Regions from separate parts of the Canis lupus genome. Here region 2 is linked to region 1. The links are chromatin contacts, called in public Hi-C maps. All regions are on one chromosome and are shown on one strand. Each heading gives the region's core, a stretch centred on a gene start, on an enhancer-like site or on the middle of the called end of the contact. The rest is flanking DNA. Distances are from core to core; before and after follow the strand shown.

The links. A called contact is a pair of places that touch in the nucleus more often than the background predicts.
Region 2: a contact with region 1 is called in a Hi-C map of skin fibroblasts, with 2.1 times the contacts expected there. The contact joins two enhancer-like sites. A contact is called at or near these places in 2 of 9 Hi-C or Micro-C datasets (amygdala and skin fibroblasts).

The regions. Positions count from the first base shown.
Region 1 is chr3:39,796,458-39,801,995 of UU_Cfam_GSD_1.0, forward strand. TM2D3 (TM2 domain-containing protein 3) reads left to right here. Exons shown (of 5, transcript XM_038532632.1): 5 at 1,434-1,742. The coding sequence ends at 1,599. Among named protein-coding and RNA genes, the nearest start is that of TM2D3, 13 kb to the left of the region's middle. Within about 2 kb of position 1,399, at least 2 of the 20 cell types and tissues checked have an H3K27ac peak or open chromatin away from gene starts, as enhancers often do.
Region 2 is chr3:40,113,382-40,118,498 of UU_Cfam_GSD_1.0, forward strand. PCSK6 (proprotein convertase subtilisin/kexin type 6) reads left to right here. Exons shown (of 21, transcript XM_038532634.1): 16 at 1,152-1,348; 17 at 2,896-2,983. Among named protein-coding and RNA genes, the nearest start is that of SNRPA1, 25 kb to the right of the region's middle. Within about 2 kb of position 1,785, at least 4 of the 20 cell types and tissues checked have an H3K27ac peak or open chromatin away from gene starts, as enhancers often do.

The sequences.
Region 1 (5,538 bases), core at 149-2,648:
ATTGTGGACTTATAATTTTAACATAAAAATGTGCTTGAATTTGTTAAACTTTTCAACAGTTTGAGGGAAAAACTGCAATTTTTGTTGTCGTCCCCCACCCAGAGGGAAGGACAGGTGAGATGCTGGTTAAACAGTTCTAATTAAAAAGTTGGGGCATCTACAGTGGAAGGTTTAGGCTAGAGCCTGAGACCCTGTGGCCTGCAATGTAAGGTGGGCAGGGTTTCTCCCCTTCATCACTGTTGACATTCAGGCCAAATATAATTCTTTGTTGTGGGACCAGTAGGGTGTGCACAATAGAGTGGTTAGCAGTGCCTATGGACCAGATGCCAGTAGCACTCTAAGGTGTGATAATCAAGAATGTCTTCAGGTACTGCCAAGTTGCCCGATGTGCACCACTGCTTTAGGATTTGGGCTGGGGAGAGCCAGAGCCTGCCTGGCAGAAAGGCACAACTGGAGAATAAAAGAATAGTCCAAGATAGAAAATTCAGTATAACAAAAATGAGATTTGATAACTGGCCATTGTCTTTGTCAGCAGTGGTTCAAATTAGAATGAACAACGAACTTTTTTTTTTTTTTTTAATAACCTCTTTATTTTGGAATAACTTGAAACTTACAGAAAAGCTACAAAGATCATTCCTGCATACGTGCCACCCACTTTCCCCTAGATTGTTAGCATCTCGAGTTAACATACTACATCTAACAGCTTCACTTTTAAAAAGTAAGAATAGTTTTCATTTTGAAGTGCAACACAGTTTTTTTCAGAATATTCACTTCACAGTTCGCTTCACAGTATGCCAGCACGGGGAGGTGGGAATACAGACAAAACGGGGCCGACACATAATATTTGGAGCTGAAGGGGTACTGTTCTCTTCACTTCTTTTATTTGTTTTGAAATTTTCCATAATAATAAGCTTAAAAGAAGTACAATGAGAGGTGATCTGGATATTGTTAGATCTTAGAATTTGAAAGAACCTCAAAAGTCATTTATTCTTAACACTCCATTTTTGGGGACAAGTGTGACAGAAGTTCAGATGACTTGATCTGGGACAACCAAGTGTTGGTGGGCTGCCTCCCAACCCTACCTCCTGACTCCGTGTTTGTGTACTTTTTGTTGGACTGGCTCCCTGCTTTTTTCTCCTACATGTGCCATTTTGAAGACTGCAGGCAACAAGGTGGATTACTTTAAAAGGAACATTAGATTTCAGCACAGCTGAAAAATTGTGCATTTACTTTTGATATTTAAACAGTCTTCTTGCCCATGATTATGTGGTGTCATGGATTTGTGAAATAGTCATTTGTGTCCTTGTGAAGCTTTGTGATCATTTTGAGGCCCTTTCATACGTGTGACTTAATACCAGTGTCGAGCCACATCTGGCTGCAGCTTGGGGGTGGCTGATGGCCTCCCCCATCCCATAATCTGTTTGTTCTTGCAGCATCACTCTCGGTGGGTTTGGGGCTGACCGTTTCTACCTGGGCCAGTGGCGGGAAGGCCTCGGCAAGCTCTTCAGCTTTGGTGGCCTGGGGATATGGACACTGATAGATGTCTTGCTGATTGGTGTTGGCTACGTGGGACCAGCAGATGGCTCTTTGTACATTTAGCTGTGGTTACGTGCTTCAGAGAGGAGCTCTCTGCCTATAGGAGTTGATGTGCTGTGAGTAATGTATTTGTATGTTTTTAATGTACAGCATCTGTACTTTGCCTGCCTTGATGAAGGTAAAATAAAAAAATACTGAACCATGTTTATCTGGAATTTGTCTTTATTTGCCTGAAATCAATATTTTTTCTGTGAAAAAATTTAAGCTTTTACTCAACATCACTTCTTGGCCTTTTGGCTAAGATCAAGTGTAAAAAATGTGAATTTCCTTAAACTAGGAACAAATGCTCCAGGATTGAAAATCTGCTTAATTCCTATGACTTTAGTTTTAGATTAAGTCAGTATGTCACTTGGATCTCCAGTCTTGAAAAGCTTTTCAGTCATGATTGCAGAAAGTGGAATGTGTTTTCATTCTTTAGCTAGATAAAAGTTATCTACCTAAACTTCCATCTGCAAGTTTTGCAGTGTACTATCTATGTAGGCTGGGCTTTATTTATGACCTGCTGGAAGCAAACTGCAGAACTTTTATAAGTAGTTGCTGTGGTTTGAATTTTGTTAGTAACATACTTGCAAAAGTACTGAAAAATTAATAAAATTACAAGTTACTTTAAATAGGTTGATCTGTTTTCTGTATTAAGATGGAATCTTTAGTAATCATAACAACTGTTCTTGATGTAAAATGTTTATTTTTCAGAGCCTTACTCCATTTCAACAGATATGTTCATAATTGGTTGATTCATTGACACACAGTGGAACTCTTAAACAGTGTTACAGTGTGAGAAATATTTTTGAGTCTTTATAAATCTATTGTAGGCCCTTTAGTGGAAAGAAAAGTTATTTCAAGTGCATTTTATTTATGGTTTTCGTTGAAACATTAAAAAATTCTTAGCATTTTTCCTTCCAAATTGGAGTATCTGAGTATTATGTTTTAAACATCTGTGTTAATAGCTGCAAGGCTTCACCAGCCAACAGATTCAGAAGCCATAAACTATCTTTCAGCATATCTCCATAAATCTCATGGAAAAACATCTTTTCTTCACAAGATTATTAATTATAGTTTACCTATAAACTGCAGGGGAATTGAACCACTTTGGTGTGATAACCTGCCAGTTAAGAATGGGCTTCTTTTGAAGCTCAGAATCTCTTCTCAGATTTTTTTTTTAAAGATTTTTAAGATTTTTAAAATTTATTTATTCATGAGAGACACAGACAGGGGCATAGGCAGAGGGAGAAGCAGGCTCCCTGTGGGGAGACTGATGTGGGACTCGATCCCAGGACCCCAGGATCATGCCCTGAGCCTAAGGTAGATGCTCACTCAACCACTGAGCCACCCAGGTGCTTCTCTTGTGCTCAGATTTTGAAGCAAAAATCTCTTGGTCTAGTTGAGTAACAGTTCCAGCCCTGATCACTAGGTGGTACATTTCCATTATATTTGTAAGAAGCTGCTGAGATTAACTGGTTCTTCCTAGGAACATGAGCATAGGCACAGAGCATGGGCAGTGCTTCCAGATGGGAATAGCCCAGAATGCATGGACCTTTCTTTTCTAGGACAAACACACTTTCATCCATCCTGGGTACATGAGACTCTTGGTCAAGCCAGTATTTCTTTAGTAGGGTTGTGTTCCTACAAGGAAGCAGCTCCTTTGCTAACTATATAAAAATTTCCCCTGAATCCCCTCCATAGTTAGCTCTATGCAGAAGAGACTCTCCAACATTTCCCTGTTGAGCCTGCCCATGAGGAGCCAGGGAAGTAATGGGAATCACTGGCTGTACATAGTGCTCATGGAGGAAGTAGGTATCAACTGCTTTGACAGTTGAGCGTCATTATGGCTTTGGGGTCTGAGTTCAGGAACAAAGTTCCAATGTTTGAAAGGTGAAAACTTAAAGATTCAGAATCCATGAAAGGAGATGTATAAATGAAATTATTCTCAAATCCTGAGACACTTAGAAGGAGATAGTCTTTGGGACCTAAACGCTATAAGCAAGTCAGAGAGGCTTCCTATCCAGCATTTGGTGGAGCTGAAGGGCTCTGCGACAGAGAACTAGAAGGAGAAGGAAGAGAAGGAAATATAGTTTAAACAAGTTTGTGAATGATGAACTTTCATACATGGCCCCTGAAAAAAAATAAACCTAATAAAACTGCACTTGCCACTGGCACCAGAGAGTGGGTGTGGTCTCTAGAAAACCCCATGGGCCTCTGCTGGCAGCAAAAAGGTCACTTTTGGATCTGACCTTCAGATTCTAGGGCTGTGTGCTGCAAACTGACTGGGGACTGTTAAGTCCCTACACAGGTAGGACCGTATCAAACATTACCCTCTATTGACAGTTCTCTGGAAATTCAGAATTTATCACTGCAGCATGCCGTATGTCACTACTTCATCTTAAGAACCTCTCCCTTGCTTTGTCAGGGCTCTTCCAATTGCCTTAGTAATTCCTTGGGGGCAGGTGCCATGTTATTTCTGTTTCCCCCTTTGTCCCGAGCACAATATCTTACACACCGTGGCTCTCATATATTTGCTGATTGGGTTAATGCCATGGGTGCCTTAGGGGTATTGAAAGACTAGAGGTGTCTCAGGGAGTGCAGCTGAGGTGGCTGCTGGGAAGTAGTGTGCAGTAATTGGCTTTGAGTAAATATTGGCTGTAGCACCATGTTAATCTAGTTTTTGCAAATTGCTGAGGAACAGCTCTGGTTTATGGTGCTTATAAAAAGATTTTTTTTAAAGATCTTAATATTTCAAGATCTTAAACTGTCTCCTCTTTACTACAGGTCTTTAATACTTTCTGCCAGAATTGTATTTATTTTTGGCATACCCTCAGCTAAGGAATTTGCAAATGATTTTAGCTCATCCCATAAGCAAAGCCTGGAAAAGGAGCTATATCTGCTGCAGCTTTTCAAATACAGTGTTGGTACCTTGAATATGAAGACAAATTCCTTTTCTTCTGCTCTGAAGCTTCCTTTTCCTGTCCACACTGCATCTGCTGGAAGGGTCACAAAATGTTAGAGGATATATTAGTTAATTTCATAATCTGGATGAATTTGGCCTAAGTCTTTATCTTGGGAGTATTGAAATTGTCTTCTACAAACACATTTTGATGCAAAATAAGGAAGCTTTAGTTGAGATACTTGGCATAATTTACTAAGTGAGAGGCTTCATGAGAGTAGGGCTCTGGTTCTGTTCTGTAGCCCTGCTTTGAGATCCCTACCTGGTGCACAGTGGGTGCACAGTGACTATTTGTTCAAAGAATGAATAATGGGGAATCTCCATGAGTATGCTAAATCCCTAAAAGTATTGCTAAGAGTGTTTGGATAAAGTGGTGGATGGAGTGCAGCAGGCTTACAACAGCTCTCTTTCAAAAAATGCCTAATGACCCAAATACAGTATAGTAAAAACTGACCCTTCAGCAAAAAAACAAACAGAACCCATCAGCAAACAAGGAAAAAGACAACCAGATGTCAAAAATAAAAAAATGGTAAGAAAAAAACACTAGGATGACTATAAGACAATAACGGGTATTGATGAGGAGGTGGAGAAATTGGAAACTTCTTACACTACTGATGGGAATGTAAAATGATTACAGCCACTTGGAAAACCGTCTGGAAGTTCTTAAATTTTTTAAACAGTTACCATGTGACTCAACAATTCTCCTAGATAGATATGTCCAAGAAGAATGAAAATATGTGTCCCTACAAAAACTTGTTCATAGCATTATCCATAATAGTCAAAAAGTGGAAACAACCCAAGTATCTATCAACTGAAGAATAATGCATACAGAAATGTGATGTATCCATGCAGTGGAATATTAGTCATAAAGAATGAAGTACTGATACATACTATAACATGGATAAACCTCAAAAACCCTGCTAATTGGGGAAAAAAAAAAAAGCCAGTTACGTTTAAGCAGGTGAACTTTATACAAATTATATCTCAATAAAGCTATTTTT
Region 2 (5,117 bases), core at 535-3,034, 320 kb after region 1:
TGACTGCATGTCCTGGAGCCCCTCAGAGGGGTGCTAAGGTGACCTATTTCCAGCTGTGTTCTTAGCACCCCACAGCCTGGTGCCCTAATTATGAATTAATGTAATACCCCCCTGAAAAGGAAATTCCACTGAGATTTACTGCTTTGGGGTTGTATAAGTTTGAGTTCCTTTTTTTTTTTTTTTAAGATTTTATTTATTTATTTATGAGAGACACAGAGAGTGAGAGGCAGAGACACAGGCAGAGGGAGAAGCAGGCTCCATGCAGGGAGCCTGATGTGGGACTCAATCCTGGGTCTCCAGGATCAGACCCTGGGCTGAAGGCAGTGCTAAACCGCTGAGCCACCCAGGTTGCCCAAGTTTGAGTACCTTTTTGTCCTCATCACATGAGTAATTCATGCCTGTGAGAGAGAAATCAAAAGCTGTGGCAGTGTGGTATCTGTGCTTATAAAATGTTTTCTAGCCATTTGGTTAAACAAAAATGGGTCATCCTGAGTATGCCAAGGCTGGCCACTTGGGACCTATAGACAAATGTCACAGTAGAGGTCAGGACTGTTCTAAAAGCCCATCGGGCCCAGCCTGGGGGGGGGGCTCCCATCCCTGAATGCCCAGTTGGTGGTGTGGCCACACATGGTGACACAAGGCCGTGCATGACTTTCCTGCCATCCCAGAGCTCCCAAACACAGCCACACTCACCCTCGTCTTATGAAGGTAGCCAGCCTGCTGCTTTTACTCACTGCCAGTGAGACTAGCTCCCCAGGGGCATCAGCCGCGAGGCTTTACCAGAGGTAAATATTCCAAAAGTCAAATATCATCATCCAGGTGCCACCGAGCACCTCCTCTGGGGAGACTTTAAAAGGCAACTCTTCCCTGAATCTTATGCAAGTCTGGGACCCTCTCCTATGTACTTAGGAATCTCTCCATGTGTTCCCCATGACAAGGGGCATCAGTGATTTAACCTTCACCCTTGGGGCCTTTGCTTCCCTCCGAGTTTTGCTGACCAGGGGTGGGGAGGGGTGGGGATTTGCAGAGGCTAGCTAGAATTTCCTCTCCAGCTAGCTGCCCTGCCCCCCAGGTCCCGGCTTTGCTGCGGGCTTTAAGGGTAGTGGTGGGGGTGATTTGGAAAGGTCCTCTTGTGGCTCCTGCTCCCACAGGAAATGCGTGAGCGTGTGCCCTCTGGGCTATTTTGGGGACACAGCAGCAAGACGCTGTCGCCGGTGCTACAAGGGGTGTGAGACCTGCTCGGGCAGGAGCCCAACCCAGTGCCTGTCCTGCCGCCGCGGGTTCTATCACCATCAGGAGATGAACACCTGTGTGACGTTCTGTCCTGCTGGATTTTATGCTGACGAAAGTAAGTGCATGTCTGTGTGGGTAGGAATGATGAGTCAGCCCCCCTCTCTCTCGGAGCTGGGATCAGAGAGGGAATCTGGCACCAGCTTATGGACCTGGTAGTCGAAATTGGGAGAAGGCCCTTCCTAGGAAGAGCTGCTGAGCTGAACTCGGGAATCGAGTACGGGCAGAAGGTTTTCAGTTCTCCAAAAACAAAAAGGAGCCTACTGGCCAGAGTTAATTAGGCTCAGAAGAGATGCATTGATCTTTGTGGCACATTTTACAGGTAGCGACCACACCCCTATGAGGTGGGTGATGCTTTCCTGGTCTTACAGATGCGAAACGAAGCTGAGAGGTGGCAGAGGGCCCCTAACTAGTAATGGCACGGGTGGAACTTGAACTCAGAGCAGCAAAGCCAGGTGTGCCAGGTGTCCTGCCATTCCACCAGGCCCAGGAAGGTGGGTGGATGGGTGGGACTCTGGGGCCCAGGACCCATGCCCGCATTTCACCGAAGCCACAGAAGAGGGCTTCAGCCACAGGGTCTGGGTTAAACAGATGGAGGCTAGTTCTCAAGTTCAAAGAAGCTACTGTTTTGACGTTGGTGATTTGCGTAGGTCACAGCCTTCCCACAGAGGCCCTTGCTGTGCAGGAGGGATCATTGATCCAGCCTATGACGTTACAGTTCCTCCTATAGAGAAGGAGCCAGGAAGTCTTTAAAGACATACAAAGCCACCAAATAACCGGAATGTCTTTAGAGGAAAAAAACCCAATCATCTGGCAAGATGCATTTCACAGCCTTTGTAAACACCTGCCCTAGGCTGCCAGCCAGACCTGTTTTCCGGGTTGAGGTTCCTTCATCCCCACCCTGCTCCCAAAGCAAGAATCAGCCACCCTCAGTGATCCAGTGTCCTGCCTGAACACCTGCTGCGTGTGTGTCATGCCACCTATGGGGGCCCTAGGAGGGGACCCAGAGGGGTAGCAAGCAGCCCTTCGCTTCCAGGCCCAGACACAAGGTGGCGTCAATGAGGTGCCAGAAGGAAAGACCAGATAATAACAGGCAAAATTCTCCCAGCATTAACCTAGTTGTGATGGGCGTCCTTTATGTCTGTGTTTGTAACTACCAAGTCTTCAATAAAGTCCCCTGTGAAGGCACCAGCGGAGAGCTGTGAGGCCTCTGCAGGCTGCACCCAGTCACTTTTTTTTTCTTATGAAGACTTACACCTGATTAATCTCTGCTCCATCAGCCAGGAACTGGTTTCGTTCCCGGTTGAAATAAACAGAAGCAGAGCGTGTCTTCTCTGGAAAGGGCCCACCTCCAAAGCCTCGAGGTTGTGTAAGGGCTTTAATTTACTCCAGAAAGGAGAGGAGAGACACCTGTGATCCCACACGTGGGCCTGCGGTCTGGCCATGACCTCTGGCTGTTTTATTACTCCATCGTCCTGCCTGGAGGCGGACACCGGTGACAAGCTGTTCTATCAACGCTGCTTTGAAATGCCAGTCTTCCTTGCCCAGAATGGATTCACATCTCTTCTTCCCCCTTCTCTCCTCCTCATCTTCTTTTTCCTCCAGGTCAGAAAAATTGCCTTAAATGCCACCCAAGCTGTAAAAAGTGTGTTGATGAACCAGAAAGATGTATTGTCTGTAAAGAAGGATTCAGGTAAAACCCTGCCTTCAGACCCGAAGAAGAATAGCAGAGTGTCTGTGGTGTTTGTTTGTTTGTTTCTATCACTGTTTTATGAAGTTTTGGCGACTTTTTCCTAAAAGATCAAAGCAAAGGCCCAAAGCCCTTCAGGGTAAAGAGTCTGAGTCTGTAGAAACCAGAGTTCCACTTGGAGATCGATGTTTAAAATTGAAAGTTAGAGGAAAGGCAAAATCTCTACCACTTATGCAGAACTTGGGGAATGTTGAAAGCAAGAAGCAACCCTATCATATAAAGCAGGGTGGCTGCTGGAAAGGTGAAGATTCTAACGGAGCTCCCGTTTTTAAGCACCAGTAATGGCACGCCCTCCTGTGCCCCTTCCAGTCTGCCCCATTGCAAAGCCCCTCGCCCCATCTCTATTTTCTGCCTTCACTATCTTTTTTCCTGGCTCTGGTATCTCCTTCCCGCTCTGGGAGCTCGCTCCCTCGGGATGCTTTTTAGATTCCTGGTTTTCCCTCTTCCACCAAGCTCATCACACGTCTACTTTAAAAACATTTTACTGGGTTAATGATTTTTGTTGGAAGATTTTGAAATGTTTGCTTAGCCCATTTAATGCAACCAAAGATATACTACCTCTGCCTCCAAGTTACTGTCTAGAGTTTAGAAAACATACTATTCAAAACTATGCCATGAACACACCCAGAGTCCAGGGACTAGAACCAGGAAAGAAAGGGAAGGGTCACGGAGAGCAGTGCCCTCCCCCCCCCCCCCCCTGCCCCTACAAGTGCATGCAAAGAATCACCAGGGCTCTTGTTAAAATGCAGATTCTGCTCCAGCAGCTCTGAGCAGAGCCTGCCACTCTGCATGTCTAACAGGTTCCCAGGTGATGAGGATGCTGACTGAGCTGGAATTCACCAGCAAAGCTGAATGTTTTTGGACTAAGTAGGGATGAGAAGAATTTTACCAGTACTTATTCCAGGTGCTGTCATCAATACTGCCTCATTTAAATCTTCACAGCAACCTAGGACTTTGAAATGATTTTTTTTTAAATTTTATTTATTTGAGAAAGAGCAAAGGAGTGTGCATAAAGAGGGGGAGGGGGAGGGAAAGACTCCCCGCAGAGCAGGGAGCCTGACATGGGGCTCTGTCCCAGGACTCTGAGATCAAGACCTGAGCAGAAGGCAGATTCTTAACCTGCTGCCTAGGCACCCTGCAATGTTGATCATACTGCTCCCATTGTAGTCACTGGGGAGAGAGACTTTCTGAGGAAGTGTAATGACGCTGCCTTCATGGGGTTCCCCTTAGCCTGCCCTTACTCCTCCAGGTCACAGAGAAGATCAGAAGAGGGTCCATGGCCCAAGCTTCCAGGAGTCAGGGGAGAGGAAAGGGAAGCAGGAACCCCCCCCCCCCCTCCAGAGTCTCACATCATGCCTGTGGTCATGTAAACTCGCTAGCTGGACAAGGCAGGATTAATAGGAGGAGGATGAAGCAATCAAGGAAGGAGGTCTCCAAAGGGAACAGTGGCATTGAGCTGGTGGCCACAGCTGGTGGCCTGGAACAGGCAGCTGTGATGGCACCCCCCCACCCCGGGCTCCCAAACCCCAAGCAGGTGTCGGGGGTGGTGGGGAAGCTTTGTGGGTCCAACCCACTGGAACTTGCTCTCTGCCTTGGGAGTGCTGGGGAGTCCCAGGAGCTGTTTTCTGGGTTCTGTGGGTCCTGTAGGGGAAAGGAGGTCAGCTGCTCAGGTCAGGAAGAGTGTCACAGACCAAAAATGCCTGCCAAAGAGTAGTCACACGGACTGGTGCAGCCGTTCCAGCCATGACAGGCATTCAGAGAGGCACGCAAACTCTGAAAACATCGTCAGCCATAATCCACAGAAAGCTTCCTTTTATTGCCCAATATCCTTTTAAGCTGTGGCTTCAAATCATCGCTGTCACGTTAAAGCAGTGAGAGCAGCCGAGCTGCTGAGTCGCGGCCATCCATCTCTTTAGGGGGATAAATGTGGGAAGGGTTTGAAGGGAAACATCACTTACTAAAGACTGGATTAAACTGCCAGTCTCAGGGGCCCCTGGAGCCCTGAGCGGGCATCCACCATCGATGCCTAGAGGCTTTCAGACCCCCTGACATCTCACCACTAACACAGAATTCTCTG